2 separate regions of the Mus musculus genome follow, and region 2 is linked to region 1. The links are chromatin contacts, called in public promoter capture Hi-C maps. All regions are on one chromosome and are shown on one strand. Each heading gives the region's core, a stretch centred on a gene start, on an enhancer-like site or on the middle of the called end of the contact. The rest is flanking DNA. Distances are from core to core; before and after follow the strand shown.

What was found. Promoter capture Hi-C pulls out the DNA fragments that hold promoters and counts their contacts.
Region 2: a contact with region 1 is called in a promoter capture Hi-C map of pre-B cells, with 2.3 times the contacts expected there. The contact joins the promoter of Ppcdc here to the promoter of Psma4 in region 1. A contact is called at or near these places in 3 of 39 promoter capture datasets (erythroid cells, hippocampal neurons and pre-B cells).

The regions. Positions count from the first base shown.
Region 1 is chr9:54,949,395-54,953,007 of GRCm38.p6, forward strand. Psma4 (proteasome subunit alpha 4) reads left to right here and starts at 1,465. Exons shown (of 9, transcript NM_011966.3): 1 at 1,465-1,509; 2 at 2,688-2,714; 3 at 2,947-2,989; 4 at 3,285-3,447. The coding sequence starts at 2,712. Hykk (hydroxylysine kinase 1) reads left to right here. Exons shown (of 5, transcript NM_177351.4): 5 at 1-530. It overlaps AY074887 (cDNA sequence AY074887), which reads right to left and starts at 1,560. Exons shown (of 1, transcript NM_145229.2): 1 at 850-1,560. The coding sequence starts at 1,445. The coding sequence ends at 1,047.
Region 2 is chr9:57,438,843-57,442,228 of GRCm38.p6, forward strand. It overlaps Ppcdc (phosphopantothenoylcysteine decarboxylase), which reads right to left and starts at 1,272. Exons shown (of 7, transcript NM_176831.5): 1 at 1,228-1,272. It overlaps Scamp5 (secretory carrier membrane protein 5), which reads right to left. Exons shown (of 7, transcript NM_020270.3): 7 at 2,485-3,386.

The DNA.
Region 1 (3,613 bases), core at 215-2,714:
TACTACAATGATTATTGAATGTTATTTTACATGCACTACCTCATTTAATCCAGAACAGAATCACAAAGATATTCTGATGATTAATCTCCATTTTTAAATAAAGAAATAGAGCCTTGAAAAGCTGATTTATTGCTTTAGAAGGGAGCTCAGGCTTAGATCTTGAATTAGGTCTTTGGGCTGTTACCCCTGTTCCTAATCACTACAAAATCCCATCCTGCTGCCTTTCCTTCCTTGTTTTTACACACCCACACCCACACCCACACACATGGGGGCAGTACATGAGATCATTCACATGTGAAACACTTAGGATACTCATATTTGAGGTTTTTATTTAACTTGGCCAATCAGGACCAGAAAAATGGGCTGGAACTTGGGTCTCATTCCAAATCAGTGTTTATCCTGTTATACAATGGAACTCTGCAAGTTTCTCTTGATTGTTCTTGCTAAGAGAGATTCTCCACTAAATTCCTATTGCAAATATTGCTAATTTCTGTTTGAAATTAAATATATGCTGCATTGTATGGATATTTTACCTTTTGGTCTTTTTTTCTCTCTCTCTCTCATTTTTAAAACAGTCTCACTATATATCCCTGGCTGGCTTGGAATTTACAGGGCAAACCAGGTCCTGAGTACAGGCCAGGTCCCGTCTACATGCAACTAAATTTCTAAGCTTCCCCCTTTAAGAAACCCAGATCCAACCGTTTTGCCTACACAGAAGACAAAGGCCCTGTACATAGTCAACCCACTAGCTCTTCAACCCCCAACATAGGCACAAAAACTAGGTAAGATTGGAAAGGAGAAATGGATGAAGAGAAGTCTTTTTTTCGTTTTTTTTTTTTTTTTTTTTTTTTTTTTTTTTTTTTTCTTTTGTCCGAGACAGGGTTTCTCTGTGTACCCCTGGCTGTCCTGGAACTCACTCTGTAGACCATGCTGGCCTCGAACTCAGAAATCCGCCTGCCTCAGCCTCCCAAGTGCAGGGATTAAAGGCGTGCACCACCACTGCCCGGCGAAGAGAAGTCTTAAACTTAGAACAAAAGTTATCCCAATTAAAGAGTTGGATCTGAGAAAGGAGAAAATGAGGCTAAGAGGAAGAACAAAGGAAAAACTGTTAAGGGGCAAGACTGGAAGAGTAAACGATTTGATTTGTCTATACAGTTGCTACTCTGGCCTCCATTAGAATGGTACAGAAGAGAAAACGAAAGTGGAGTGCAAAGCGTAGGAGGAATCTGGTTCCACTCTCCACGGTATAGACGCTTCCCTCCTCCCTCCAGTCCTCCTCTAATACAGACCGCAGCCAAAGCCGAGGTTGTGCTTCTGCACAGTCCACGTGGGCAGACTGAGCCCGCCCCAGCACTGGGAGAACTTCCGCGTCCTCCCGCCCCGCCCCGCCCCCTCGCAGTCCTGCGCACGCGCGGGAGCCATATTCGCCGCGGATGCTTGGCCATCCGGGTTGGTTCTTCTCCAGCTGAGTAAAGAGGCGCTGATCTGCACCCTCACCGTCTTCCTCTGGTGAGGCTCAGTCCTTTAGGGGCCGCGGAGTCGAGGTGTCTGTCTCCCGGGCGGGGGCCATCTGCGTGGAGACCACGGCCCAGGCCCGCGGCCGCCACCGAGGAGCCGTGGGCACGATGACTTTGCACCCGCCTCCTCGGTGACCGGCCTGCCAGGGACTGGTCCCCGCCGGCCGCCGTCGGGTATCCCCGCGGGGCCTTGACGGCTCGCCTGGGCTCTGAGACCCTCCGGGCCGGTGCGAGGGGTGGGGGCGGCTGCGGCCCAGAGAGTCAATTCGGGAAAGTGGCGCTGCGGGGGAAAGTCCAAGTCTTGTAGCGCCGGCGCCAGGCGTGGAGGTAGCTGTGTTCACAGTCGAATCCGAAACCCGCCGTGGCCTCCTGGCTGCTGTGCTCAGGGCCACCTTTCTGTTTCTCCTACATGTTGGAACCGACTCCTGGCAGGTTAACTCTCCTTAGGCCTGACGACTCTTCTAAAATGTCACTTCCCGTGGTCCTTGAATCCAGCCCGTCGGTGAAGCGGTCTTAAGTAAGATAAAGGTGTTTTCTAACATCTGGGCGCGCAGACCCTTCAAATGTCTGCTTAGCTTTCCAGCCACGATGCCTTCCTTATATCCCATTTGGCAACATAGGAATTGAACTGCCATTTTTCTACTAAGGCAGAGTTTCCATTGCTGTCTTTCGAAGAAACGGAAATAAGGACCAGGTTTACCACCTAACCCCTACACCCCCAAATTTAGGACCATGTGAATTATCCACTTTGTTAACCTTTCTCAGCCTGCTCTACTTGGAATGCCCTTCCTTCACCCCTTCACAATTCTTTTTCTTTGACTTGAGGCTTTTCAACTTACCTTTGCCTCTCCCACCTCTAATTTACTCTCATTATCTGTATTGGTTTCCTAAAATCTTACTTGCTGTCGATTCTGCTTTCCCTCCCCACCCTGAATGTCTCTTCCATGTTGCTTTATAATCTTTGTCTGTCATACCTGGCTGCTAGATTCTGAGCTTTTCAGGACACCATGGTTTACCTTTATTGTGGTGGCCCAGCATCTGTATAGGTCCCAGTGGTGGTGCAGTTCATGTTAGCTGAGTGATGGTGTGGATCAAGTGGTATTAACAGTGGAAGACACTTCTTAAAATTGTGGGGGTTTTGTTATTAATGATCCTGTTTTCTTTTCACAGGAATCAACATAAAGTTCAGAAACCATGGTGAGTTCATGACACGTTTCCTTTAACTTTTGCCTGGGAACATTATGGCTTGTTTGAAGCTCACAGCCTGACATGGAAGAAAATGAAACCAAAGGGGTAGAGGGAGTTGAATGGGGTCTTCCGTCTTCTTTCCACTGAACTCAGCACCAGGGTGTCATTGTATCCAATGCATGGACATCCGGAAGTTGGCGTATGTCAGTGAACAGGCATCATCTCTGTTTTTCCTTTGCAGTCTCGAAGATATGACTCCAGGACCACAATATTTTCTCCAGAAGGTAAATTAGAAGATTTAACCTGCTCCAAAGAAGGTTGGGGCATTTTGTTGTGGTTGTTGCTTTAAGTAGTATATTTTTAGTGTTGGGGTCTAGTGTGACGTTTAGCTACACACATTTTGGAGTTGACTTCATTCCTTTGGTTCTTGGAGATAACTTGTCACCAGGTTCATTACGCCATGCATTGTGGGCGAGTAAATGCAGGGCTGTTGATGCCAGCCTACCTGTGTCATTGCTGATTTCTCTCAGATGAGTGGTGCAAGAGCGAGAGGAACCGTGGTGTCTCACTGTTTTGTAGGTCGCTTATACCAAGTGGAGTATGCCATGGAAGCCATTGGACATGCAGGCACCTGTTTGGGGATTTTAGCCAATGATGGAGTTTTGCTTGCAGCGGAGAGGCGCAACATCCACAAGCTTCTTGATGAAGTCTTCTTTTCTGAGAAAATTTATAAACTTAATGAGTAAGTGCGATCATGGGGAAGAGCTTGAACTATTGCACTTGACAGCGTACTCAGGATTTGCATATTTAAGGAGGGATCTTCTATGTGAAGTGATAGAACTGAAATGAGCAGTTTTATTATTTTTCTTGTAAAAATCTGTGTATTTGCTTTATTTTGCTTGACATCT
Region 2 (3,386 bases), core at 22-2,521, 2.5 Mb after region 1:
AATGCAGAAACAAACAGATTTCTAGGAGTTGAGATTCGAACATACTAAGTCCTGTAGCTAGGGCTACACAGTGAGACCCTGAGAGGGAGAGGGAGGGAGGAGAGGGAGGGAAAGAGAAAAAAACGAGGGGGAGAATGGAGGGGAAGGGAGAGAGAAATTTAAGAGAGACACAGAGAGAACACATACACAGCAGAGAAAGAGGCCTCTGTGTGAGACTATAATTCTCTCAGTTTAATCAAGGACAAAGTATAAAATTTCCATGTATACCTACCAGTAATAGAATGGGCAAGAATGTAGCCAAGAAAATGTGACCACAGGATACGGGCAAGACTGTAGCCAAGAAAGTGTGACCACACTGCACCTAAGGAATGCTGGTTGCAGCCAAAATGTTTGGCTTTCCAATGGATGTCTCAAACCGGAAGTAGGCATGTTTGCCTCTAAAGTTACTGCAGTTTCATCTGTACACCTCTTGAGGACACGTGTCAGGAAGATACATCACAGCCTTGCTGGTTCCCAGCTGCTAGAAAGAAGCAGAAGACCCCAGCTCCCAAACACGCATCACTTCCTGCAGCTGGGAATCTCTCCTGCCCACTATCTAGTTCTGGCTTCCAATATTCCAAACGTCGGTGACGGTGACATTTTTTTTTCTGACAAAAACTGCTCTAACTCTAATTTGAAATGCCACTCGGCAAGTTTAGGGTTTAAGCATCTAAATACTGCCAGCGTTCTCCTTTCTCTCGTTTATGATTATAAAATACAATTTGAGGCACGTTGGCTCAGCAAGGTAGCTTGCAGACAAGTCTGAGGCCCTGAATGAGGGCGGGACTTACAGGGTAGAACTGAGTCCTGCAGGTCGTCCTATGACCTCAACACGCACGCTGTGACAGCCACCCCTCTTACAAAATAAACGTAATTTAAAAAAAAAAAAAAAAGTTTGTATTTCGGGGCGGTCCTAAATCTTTGGGAGGGGGGCACCTTATGCTGCAGTTTTTCAAAGGTAAGCGTCAAGTGTGGGTGTCTTTTAAACTAAGGATAGAGCATGATATCTGCGGGCACCGGTGCAGCTGCATAGCCCCCAATTCTGAGACTGGAGTCACACCTATAGCCCCACATCTGACACATTACACATGGACCTTCACGCGGACCCACAGCGACCAGAGGAGCTTCTCCCACCGCCCCACCCGGCGGCACCACCGACACAGCTTTCCCGCCCCTTCCACTGCTCACCAGCTCCAGGATACCCGCAAGTATCGCGGTATCTAGGCGCCTTTCCGGCTCTAAATGACTCCAGAGAAAGCGAGTGATCGCATGGCCTTCTGGGAGTCGTGGTCTATTTCTGTGGCTTCTGGGAGTTGTAGTCATTGGGGCTCCCTGTGCAAGGCTAAAGCCACATTAGGCAGGGGAGCCGCGACATTGAAAGGCTCACTTTGAGCAATCTTTTTCTTTTTTTCTTTTTTTTCTTTCTTTCTTTCTCTCTCTCTCCCTCTTTCTCTTTCTTTCCTTCTTTCTTTTTCTTTTTCTTTCCTTCCTTTTCTTTCTTTTTCTTTTCTTTCTCTCTTTCTTTCTTTCTTTCTTTCCTTTCTCTCTCTCTTTCAATAACTGGCATGTCTGAAACTTAGAACTCTGCCAGCTTCTGCCTCATAAGTGCTGGGATCAAAGGGGTGTGCTACCGTGCCCATTGCTACTTGAGAGGAATCTTGAGAGATGACCATCACAGAGGATCTAGACAACATTCTTAGAGAGCACATCTTTGGCAAAGCCTAGGCACATTCGAATCGTTGTAGTCATTACCCTGCAGCAATCAGAAATTTCAAGAACTTACATGTTCATTGAGCCCACTCAATCAGCTTCAAGAGACCCACCATGGGAGCTAAGGAAGGCCAGTCTTCTAGTCCTAACACTAAGGGCTATGGTGGTTTGAATATGCTTAGCCCAGGGAATTAGGAACAATTAGGAAGTATGGCCTTGTTGGAGTGGGTGTGGCCTTGTTGGAGGAAGTGTGTCACTGTGGGGGTGGGCAAATATATCTTCCTAGCCACCTGAGGCCAGTCTTCTCTTGACTGCCTTTGGAATAAGTTATAGAACTCTCAGCTTCTGTAGCACCATGACTGCTTGGATGCTGCCATACTTCCCGCCTTGACAATACTGGACTGAGCCTCTGAACTTGCAAGCCAGTCTCAGTTAAATGTTATCCTTTTATAACAGTTGCCTTGGTCGTGGTGTCTCTTCACAGCAATGGAAACCCTAAGTCACAGACACAGTCAGGCCATGCGCCTCACTCAGTGTTACAGGCCACTCCTATTTCCTAACTGGTAGTTGTGGCAACTACTTCATGGCCTACTCAGGGCTGCTTCAGAGGAAGGATCACAAAATACATGGTTTTTGGCATCACAGATCCACTCAACTCAATTCCACAACCCTGCTTCACATCCCACATCAAGGCTTCATTGAGACCCACATGGAGACAAGTAACACAGAGGGACATACAGGGTCAAATGATCCCTTTATTATATTCATCCAGTTACACAGATAGACACTGGCTCGGGCAGGTCAACTGCCAATGAGGGGATAGTTTGTGTCTCTCAGAAACAAGGGGCAGTGGGCACCAGGAGAATGCAAAAGCAGGTCACTGGCTGGCGACAGACAGGAGGACTCCCAGCATCCACCAGGCCCTCCCACCCCTCAAGCAAACCATCTGTGCCCGGCCCCATCTCTCTCACTCTCTCCTCATCAAAGTGCATAGTTGCCTGAAGATGCAGCATCCCAGTGCCTGAGCAGCTGGGCCAGACACTGGTGACAGGCTTTCCCAAGGGCAGTGCCAGGCATGGCCAATAGGTGTGAGCCAGGAAAGAGGAGAGGCCGATAGGACAGGAAGTTGACTGGGGGTAACACCCAACAGCTGTGGATGCTAGGCTGGCAGCTGGATCACAGCTTTCCTGGAAGTAACAGAGGACTAAGAGAAAGGGAGCTGGGAGAAGGGAAGAGGAGGAAGAGCCTAGCCCTAGAATCTCTCAGGGTAGCAGGAGCTATGACAACTGCTCTCCATAGAGAAAACAGTAGGGGAGAGAATCAACTAAGCCTAGGGAGTCAACAGGAAAGGAACTTTCCAGACACTCTTGGATTCTCTTACAAGGAAGAAGCTGAAAAATCAAAGCTCAAGGTGGCCTGAAACCAAGTCTTAGGGTCCAAGGCAAACCAATGTGGTATGGTTTTCCAGTCTCCCTAGCCTAGGTGGGTTTCTGTTGCAAGGAGATGAGAAACAGCCAGCTGCTCCTTGGTAAGGCCTACCCACCTCAGGCCTCATGCAGAGGAATAAGATACCAGACAATGTCCACACCCTGCTTGAAAGATACAGTCCCAGGAACTAAGATCAGTCTAGAGAGAGA